2 separate regions of the Arachis hypogaea genome follow, and region 1 is linked to region 2. A link is a contact called in public Hi-C data. All regions are on one chromosome and are shown on one strand. The core of a region is the stretch at or near the end of the contact, and the rest is flanking DNA. Distances in the headings are between cores, read along the strand shown. Region 1 overlaps LOC112802006 (methyl-CpG-binding domain-containing protein 2). Region 2 holds the start of LOC112802004 (auxin response factor 19).

Region 1 (4,043 bases), core at 372-2,871, 48 kb after region 2:
TACTAAAATTCTAATGTCTGTTTTTTAAAATTTTAGTATTTCAGTATCTTCAAAAAATAAAGATATAAAAAACTAAAATTTTTAGAAATAAAAATTAAAACTTTAATAATATTTTATATCTAAAATACTTTCATTTTAATTAATTAATTTTAATTTTATTTTTTATATAAATTAAATTAAAATTTTATTTTTATTTCAATTTTTATATTTTATTTTACATCCAACACAATATTAAAATTTATTTCAGTTTCTATTTTTCATGTCTCAGTTTTTCGATCTTAATCTCTTTCTCTTCCTATCTACCTAATATAATACTATGGTGGAATATTAGAGCAGCTAAATAAGAATATGATATATATTTATAAGCCTGTCAATCAAAATGCACTATCAAGAAGCAATGACGATAAGATAGAAGATAAAAACAAGTGAGCTTCAAAACCAAGCATGGATGTGGATGAATTGGTGGGTGGTAAAGGTGTCATCAAACCGACAAGACCATAAAGACCCACATAATCTACATTAGAAACTTTTAGTGAAAAAAAAAATAATAATATCATAAAATATTATGAGTTCAATACCAATTAATTTACTAATATTAGAGTATATTCAAAACTTATTATAGTATTTATAGAATTAATATTTAGTTAAAATGTGTCTTAAGATGACGTATGATTAGAAGAATATTTTAATTACATTCTTAAACATTCAAAAACTTTAATTGGAATGATTTTCATTTTACAGTATAAAATTTTTAGAAATTTTAAAACTTTTCTTGAATCACCTCTTAAAAATAAATATTGAGGTTATCAATAAAAAATAATTTTATAAAAAATATACAAAGTTCAAATTTTTAATATATTTATTTTATATTTATTAAAATAAAAAATAAAAATTTTATTTATAATAATCTTAATATGTATTCTCAAAACTCATCATGTTAGTTAAATCTTTATTTTTATATATATTACTAATTATATACAATACCGATCAATCTACTAAAGTATATGGAGTTTTTATTTTACTTACCAATTGTAAATTGACAAAAAAGATAATTATTTGAAATAAGAATTTAATATATTTAAAATTGGATAACATATTATATATAAATGATTGTTTGGTTTCTTCCAAATTAAAGTCTTTATTGAAAGATCCTCTCTAGAATATGCAAACGACATATCCTATAGGGAGGAAGATAAGCCAAAGGAGGCATTAAATACAAGGCACATGGTGTGTTATGAGTATGACAATGGAGTTTGTTGGTTTTGGAACCCACAACCACAAAGACAGGCTATAGTCATCACCATGAACAAGTTATTATGGAAGACTAGATTAGAGTTTAGACTATTCCAAAGTTTCCAATTATTGATAAAGAAAGTGACACCAAAAAATTAAGGTTTAGTTGATAGTTTGATACAAAATAATGTTGTTCCTCATCCGTGCACCTGCCATCCAATGCTAGTAAATGTAAGCGAACCACTCTTTTATTTTTTTTGGTAATTGTAAGCGAACCACTTTGCCAAACAAACTTAGCTACAAAATCTTGGGCCTTGTTAGCCCAAATTATTAGGGCTATTAGGGCCCAATGTGGTTCTTTTGTTTGTTATAATTATTTATCTATGGATGACCCAATTACATTAAACTAGTGGTCTACAGACCATGTCCTTGACCAATAAAGACAAAAGAGAGACCCAAATCTATGTGTGTTTGAACTTTTGTGAAGATCCAGACCAAAAAGAGTAAACTCAAGTACAAAAACAAAAAAAGATATTGGGTGATAATTGGCCAAAAAGAAAATAGTTACTTCATATATATTATCATTATATATAAGAACAATCATATTAGTTATACACAAAAAATCACTTACAAAATTAGTTACTAATATAAAATATATATTAAAATATAAAATATGATTAAAAATAAACTAAACAAAAACATATATTTATACACATACATAATGATTGATTTTTGGTGTATACATGGTATTTTTGAATTTAAAAAGTATTATAATTAGTTGGAATTATTGTTAATTGTTTAACCAACAATAAGAGTTTTGTTTTATTGTGTTTAACTTCAAAATTTTAAGCAATTAGAGATGTGTTTATTTTTGTACCTTTTCTTATTAGAATATTTATGCAATTATACGAATCTTATTATAATATTTATACAATTATACGAATAGAACAATAGATGTTAATAATGAAATCTTTTAAAAATGAATAGCAATAGAAAAGTTCAATCTCTTACTATTATTTACTCTTAAACCACCTATTCAAATGTTCAATAATACACAAATCGAAGGGTTCGAGTACAGAAATCGAACGGTCTGATTTGTGTACTTCAATTTTTTTTATTTTTTAAATACAAATCGGACGGTCCGAATACAAAAATCGGACGGTACCTCTTAAAAATCGGACGGTACGATTTCTACTCCATAAATTAAATCATTCCACATTTTAAAAAAATACTACCATAGATCACAATTTAAAAAAACACCATTGTTAATCTAGTATTAAAAATAAAAATGTGTGTGGGGTAAGCACTCAGTTTCAAAAGATCAACTATCGAAGACAGTGCAGAAACTCAACTTGTACAAATGTAAAATGCAGTTCTAGGAATACCAAGATATTGATCTCATCAATAACTCCATATTTGGGGCAAAATCAGGCAAGAACGCAACATGCAAATCGACTAGTTCTTCAATTGAGACTGGTAAATCACAGTACCATCTTCTGTACATTGTTTTATGGGCTCAGATTACACTTTGAAAGGTTATACAACTTTCATCTTCTGTAGCAGTTCATTTTCGACAACATCATTTCCTGTTCTAAACAAAAAACTGAAAACCTATTTCCCTAATAACCAGAAAATTTTACAGTAAGTTGCAATCTGTCCACCCAAAAAAGAAGCGAAAAAAGGAGGCTATCATCCATCCAAACAATACGCAGAGATTTGGATCAGCAGCCTTAAGTTTCCACCATTAACTTCTGAGTTGAAAATCTTCATTAGCGTCAGGCACATCCTTTTGGAGTGAACTCTCAGTCGCTCGCTTCTTTGTTGGTGGATTGAGAGGGTAATCATCATCCAGTACAGCAGCAAAAGGGACAGGTTTTTCTTCATGCAACTTTGCAGTGTCTTCTGGTGCGGCCCATGCTAGTGGACTCACTGCAAAATATCAGCGTCAGCATAACAATAGCTGTAAGCATGTAACAACAACCAAGTCTCATCCATTTGAGTAACGTAAGTTAGGATACACGAAGCAAATGACACCGGTGTTCTAACGTAAACAATCTCTGTTGTTAGTAAATCGTTAAAATCTAGATGCTTTTGCTGCAAGGATTCTAAACAAATACTTGGTGTGTTTGTCTGTTGCTATATTGACAGATACTTGCATAATTGCATTGCTGCATTCCAAACTAAAGACGACAAGTTAATGTATTTCAAATCAGATGTCAAGCTTTATGATCATGGAAAGATATGGCAAAAATCACAAAATAGAATAATTCCTAGCAGCAGGGTTTAAGGACTGATTGTAGAACAATATAAAAATAAGAGAATCTAAACCAAAAGATATGACATAGTTAATCAATAATGCACCAATCTCTACAAGAACATACTGAAAATAAGATTATAGTTCAGAATTGTACAATTTTTATTGAAATCAACTTTGGTGCATCAAGTGTAAATGGCATATATCATTCGATCATATATACACTATCTTTCACTAATAAAATATACCTTGTTCAGGTTCAACCGGTCTGCCGTCTTCATATGAAGATTTAAGTTTCAGGGAGCGCTTCCTCACATAGTTTTCTTGCAATGGCTTTGGTATTTGAAATGAGAACTGAGAAAGAGTTACCCCATCTCTTATATATTCCGGGTGCTCCAACAAGAACCTAAGAGCACAGATTCACATATAAGAGTTTTACAAGAAACATCAAAGCAAATGTTTACATAAAATTATGAAAATAGTAACAAAACTCAAATGGGATGGTAAGTATCAAGGTCATTCTGGTAAAATAGTAAAACAGAAGTAGCAAGAACAT
Region 2 (4,008 bases), core at 628-3,127:
CTTAATAAAGCTTCCTTATCATACTGCATGGATCATGTCAACAAATCAGTGAAGTTTCCAAAAAAATAAAATAAAATAAAATTTGAAACATGCATATTTATGTTTCAAGTTTTTAAGGTCTTTCTCCTTTGGTTTCCAACACATATCTGCCATGTTTGACACATAGTCCACATTAAATGTGTGAAACTCTCGCAGTTCGAAGCCAAACTGCATTTTTCACCATTTTCCAAGGAATTAGCTCCCTCAGTTAAAAAACCCAATCCCCATTGGTTCAAGCCTTTTCTCTTTACAATCAGACTCCAAATTAATAGAAAACTTCGTATCATATAAATTGATGTTTGGCATATCATATTGTTATAGAATTATAAAGCATTTGAGACATTCCAAAATGATGCTTACAGAAGGCACAGGTTGAAGTGTCATCTGAGCATAAACTTCATCGGTTTCTGGGTCAGCCTGCCAAAAAAAAAAAAAATCCCCAAAAATGAACATACAATCAAAATAAGAGAATTCCAGACCTTCCATATTGATCTTCGGTTCAAAACTAATACAAAAGCCAAACCAAACCAAAAAAGAAAACATCCATACATGCAAAGTAACACTGTGAAGGAGACACAACAACTTGGATGGAAGATTAGGATAGTTAGGAATCTGTCCATCCACATCTTTCTTCAAAGACGCTGCGACCTGAACCAAACCAAAAAAAAAAAAAAAGATTCAAATCAAATAAATAAACAATTAAAGGCTTGCTTTCATTATAGCTTATTCTGGATTCAAAATCCAACTCCATAATCGAAAAGCTTAACAGTTTTTTCTCAGCATGTTAGAGAAGTTGGTTAGGGTAGTTAAGTTAGAGTTGACCTGCTCACTGTGTCCTTGAGGGAAGTAGAAGACGTGTGTTCCCGCCGGCGGAAGGTTCACCAACGGCCCCGCACACGCTTGCCATAGCTCCGGGTTGATGCTCTTCTTCTCTGCACTCGCCACGTGTCCACCATTCAGTTAGTCCAAACAAATTCAAACCAAAAAAAAAAAAAGAAAAAAAAACACACTTTTCTTTTCGCAAAAGCCTTAGAGGAAAATATAAGAACAACATCATTATCGAAATAATATGAAAGAAATAAGACCAAAAATTGAAAGAAAAAAAAAACACTGTGACCGGTTTTTTCGGAGTCCTCAATTTTTTCAGCTGTGATATTTTATAGAGAGAGCGAGAGAGGTGACCTTCGGGGTTAGGTACGGCGACGACGGCGGCAGGTTCAGGCTGCGTCTTCATCGGAGATAGCTTGCCGGCGAGAAGAGTGTGTATGTATTTTATAAGTTATTATTATTATTATTATTCATCTCAGCAGAAGCGTATGCAGAAGAGGAATGTGCAGAAGCTTTTCTCAGATCAGGTAAAATAATAATAAAAAAATTAAATCAAATAAAAATAGAAAATGATTTTTGGTTGAGAGAGAGAGAGAGGTTGCAAAAAAGAGGAAGAAGAGGAGAGTTCTGACTTTAGAGAGAGAGAGAGACGGTTTTGGTGTTTGCTTAGGAGGAGGAGGAGGTGGTGGTGGTGGTGGTGGTGATGGGCGGTGTGTCTGGGTTGTGTTCCCTTTGCCTTGCTACAATGCAGAGACACACATCTGTTTTCTTTCTTATTTTCTTTTTTTCTCTCTCCCTCTCTCTTCTGCAAATGGGACTCACTGAACTAATGGAATAGGTGATTAGACACACACGCCTTGTTGACTTGAGTTGTTTTCCCCTTAAACCAAAAACCCATAATAAAATAATCAGCAGTGCTAGAGGTTAGCACTTTTTTTCAGATTTTGGGTCAATAAACAACCACTATTTAGAAAGGAACGAGTAACAGAGGTGAAATTTTATGATGTGCGTGTATGATATTTGAGAAGGAATAATATTTATTGGCTAAATGATGACTAAGTTTGATTAAAACTGTTAGTTGCTGACACTTTTTGTAAAGAAATGAACCGGTTTTTATTTTTAAATTTTTTAAAAAATTAAAATAAAACTATTTTTTTATAACAATAATAATTAAATTAATTGTTATTAAATTTGGTCAAATTGATTAATTTACATAATTTATTAGATTATAATTTTTTTAACAAAAATTAGAGATATATTTATCTTTTTATCAAAAAATTTAAACATAATTCGATTTAGATTGTGTAAATCGATCGGATCAAACTGGGTTTCATAATTATAATACGGACAATTAAATTTATTATTGTTGCTATAATAAACCGATTTTATTCTGGTTTATTAAAAAATAAATTATTAATCGGTTTAATAAAAAATGTTCAATAATATTATGATACATGTAAACATCTTTAAAAAAAAAGACATTTTCAATGTCTTTATCGAAGTAGTTTCCAAATAATTAATGTATAAATGAGTTAACGAGTTACAATTAATCGTACTAATTTTTTTAATAAACATATCTTTTAAGGAATTTTAGATTTAAAAATAATTTTTTATTCTTTATAAATTATTAAAAATTATTTCTTAAGATAAATTAATTCTTTTGTCACTCTAAAAAAATTTAATATCTCCTATAATAATATGCTTTAGAATTTAATTATTTTATAATAAAATTTATTAAAAATTTATTTATCTAATATACATATTAAAAATTTAATTAAAAGTGGAATAGTAATTAATTTATTTGATAAGAGTAATTTTTAGAAAATTTTAAAGAATAAAAATTTATTAAAGACTAAAATATTTGACATAAAATTCTCTAAATATCAATTTAAATATTTACTATAATTTTTAATAAAAAAATATATATATTATTAAATATAACATGCACTATATAACAACTCCGATAAGCAAGTATATCTAACAATTACTTTTAAAAGAAGAGTAAATTAAAGATGTGCTACATATACCATAAATTAGAGATGTGTCATAGATCGATATAGTCTTTAAAATGATAAGAATATGCTAAGATATTCTTTTATTTCTAAAACAACCGGAATTTAATTTATATGTATATGTATATGTATATTATTAATAAGGTAAAATAAGTTAATATTGCCAAACACTACATTTTAAAAGAAAAGTATTAATTGATAACTCACATAAACCTTCTCGAATTCTTATTAAATTTCAATAGTGTAAAATTATTTGGTTGTCGCACAGAAATATTATTTGCATTAAAATAATTTTTAAATAAATTTATTTGAATTTAATTTTGATAATTAATAGTATAAAAAAATTATATTATCATTCAATTTCGCTAAAGATTTTATAAGTAATAGATTTGAAAAAGAAAGCTTATTTTTGCTAATATGATAATATATAATTTAATCTTTGAATAGTATATATAAAATATTTTCGTTTATATTTGAGTAATGCTACCATGTAGAATATTTTTTTATAAAGAATAAATTTTTTTAAAAAAAATACATAATATTATTTACGACAATATCAAATAAATCTCAGTTAATTCACAAATAAAACTAAATTAGTTCAGATTTTAATAAGTGGTAAAAAAAACTCATTCACCAATAAAAACACATCGAATTTTATTTTTAGATACAAATGAACCTCAAATAAATTAGTAAATAAATTGAAATTATTTAATAATAACACAAAAAATAATCAGAACCAATAAGAATATTAGCAAAATATTAATATTATTGACAATAACAATAACAGAAAAGAAAGATAATGAAAAAGAAAAAAAAAGAAAGAGAAAAAAAAATATGCACACATAAATTTAAAATATTTGGTTGGACTTTGTAAATTTAATACTATGATTTAATTTTAAATTAACACCTTTAATTTGAACACAATGGATATAAAATATTTTGTACATAATTAATACACCAATTAAACATTTCAATGAAATAGCCATATATTATCAAACGTTAGTGCAACTACATATTTCAAATAAAAAAAAAACAATAACAACAATAAAATAACGCATAAAATCATATGGATTAATTATTCAATTTGTCTACTTACGATTGACTATTGTCAAAAATGATTTGTGATTTG

Evidence for each region. Hi-C and Micro-C count contacts between places; a contact is called where the count stands out from the background.
Region 1: a Hi-C map of an unstated tissue shows a contact between it and region 2, with 6 times the contacts expected there. The contact joins the enhancer-like site here to the promoter of LOC112802004 in region 2. A contact is called at or near these places in 4 of 8 Hi-C or Micro-C datasets (leaf and an unstated tissue).

The regions. Positions count from the first base shown.
Region 1 is chr5:94,148,505-94,152,547 of arahy.Tifrunner.gnm2.J5K5, forward strand. LOC112802006 (methyl-CpG-binding domain-containing protein 2) reads right to left here. Exons shown (of 5, transcript XM_025844984.3): 4 at 3,736-3,893; 5 at 2,679-3,162. The coding sequence ends at 2,978. Among protein-coding and RNA genes, the nearest start is that of LOC112802006, 4.4 kb to the right of the region's middle. Within about 2 kb of position 1,622, at least 3 of the 3 cell types and tissues checked have open chromatin away from gene starts, as enhancers often do.
Region 2 is chr5:94,099,788-94,103,795 of arahy.Tifrunner.gnm2.J5K5, forward strand. LOC112802004 (auxin response factor 19) reads right to left here and starts at 1,878. Exons shown (of 15, transcript XM_072237472.1): 1 at 1,222-1,878; 2 at 862-971; 3 at 589-687; 4 at 400-456; 5 at 1-23. The coding sequence starts at 1,273.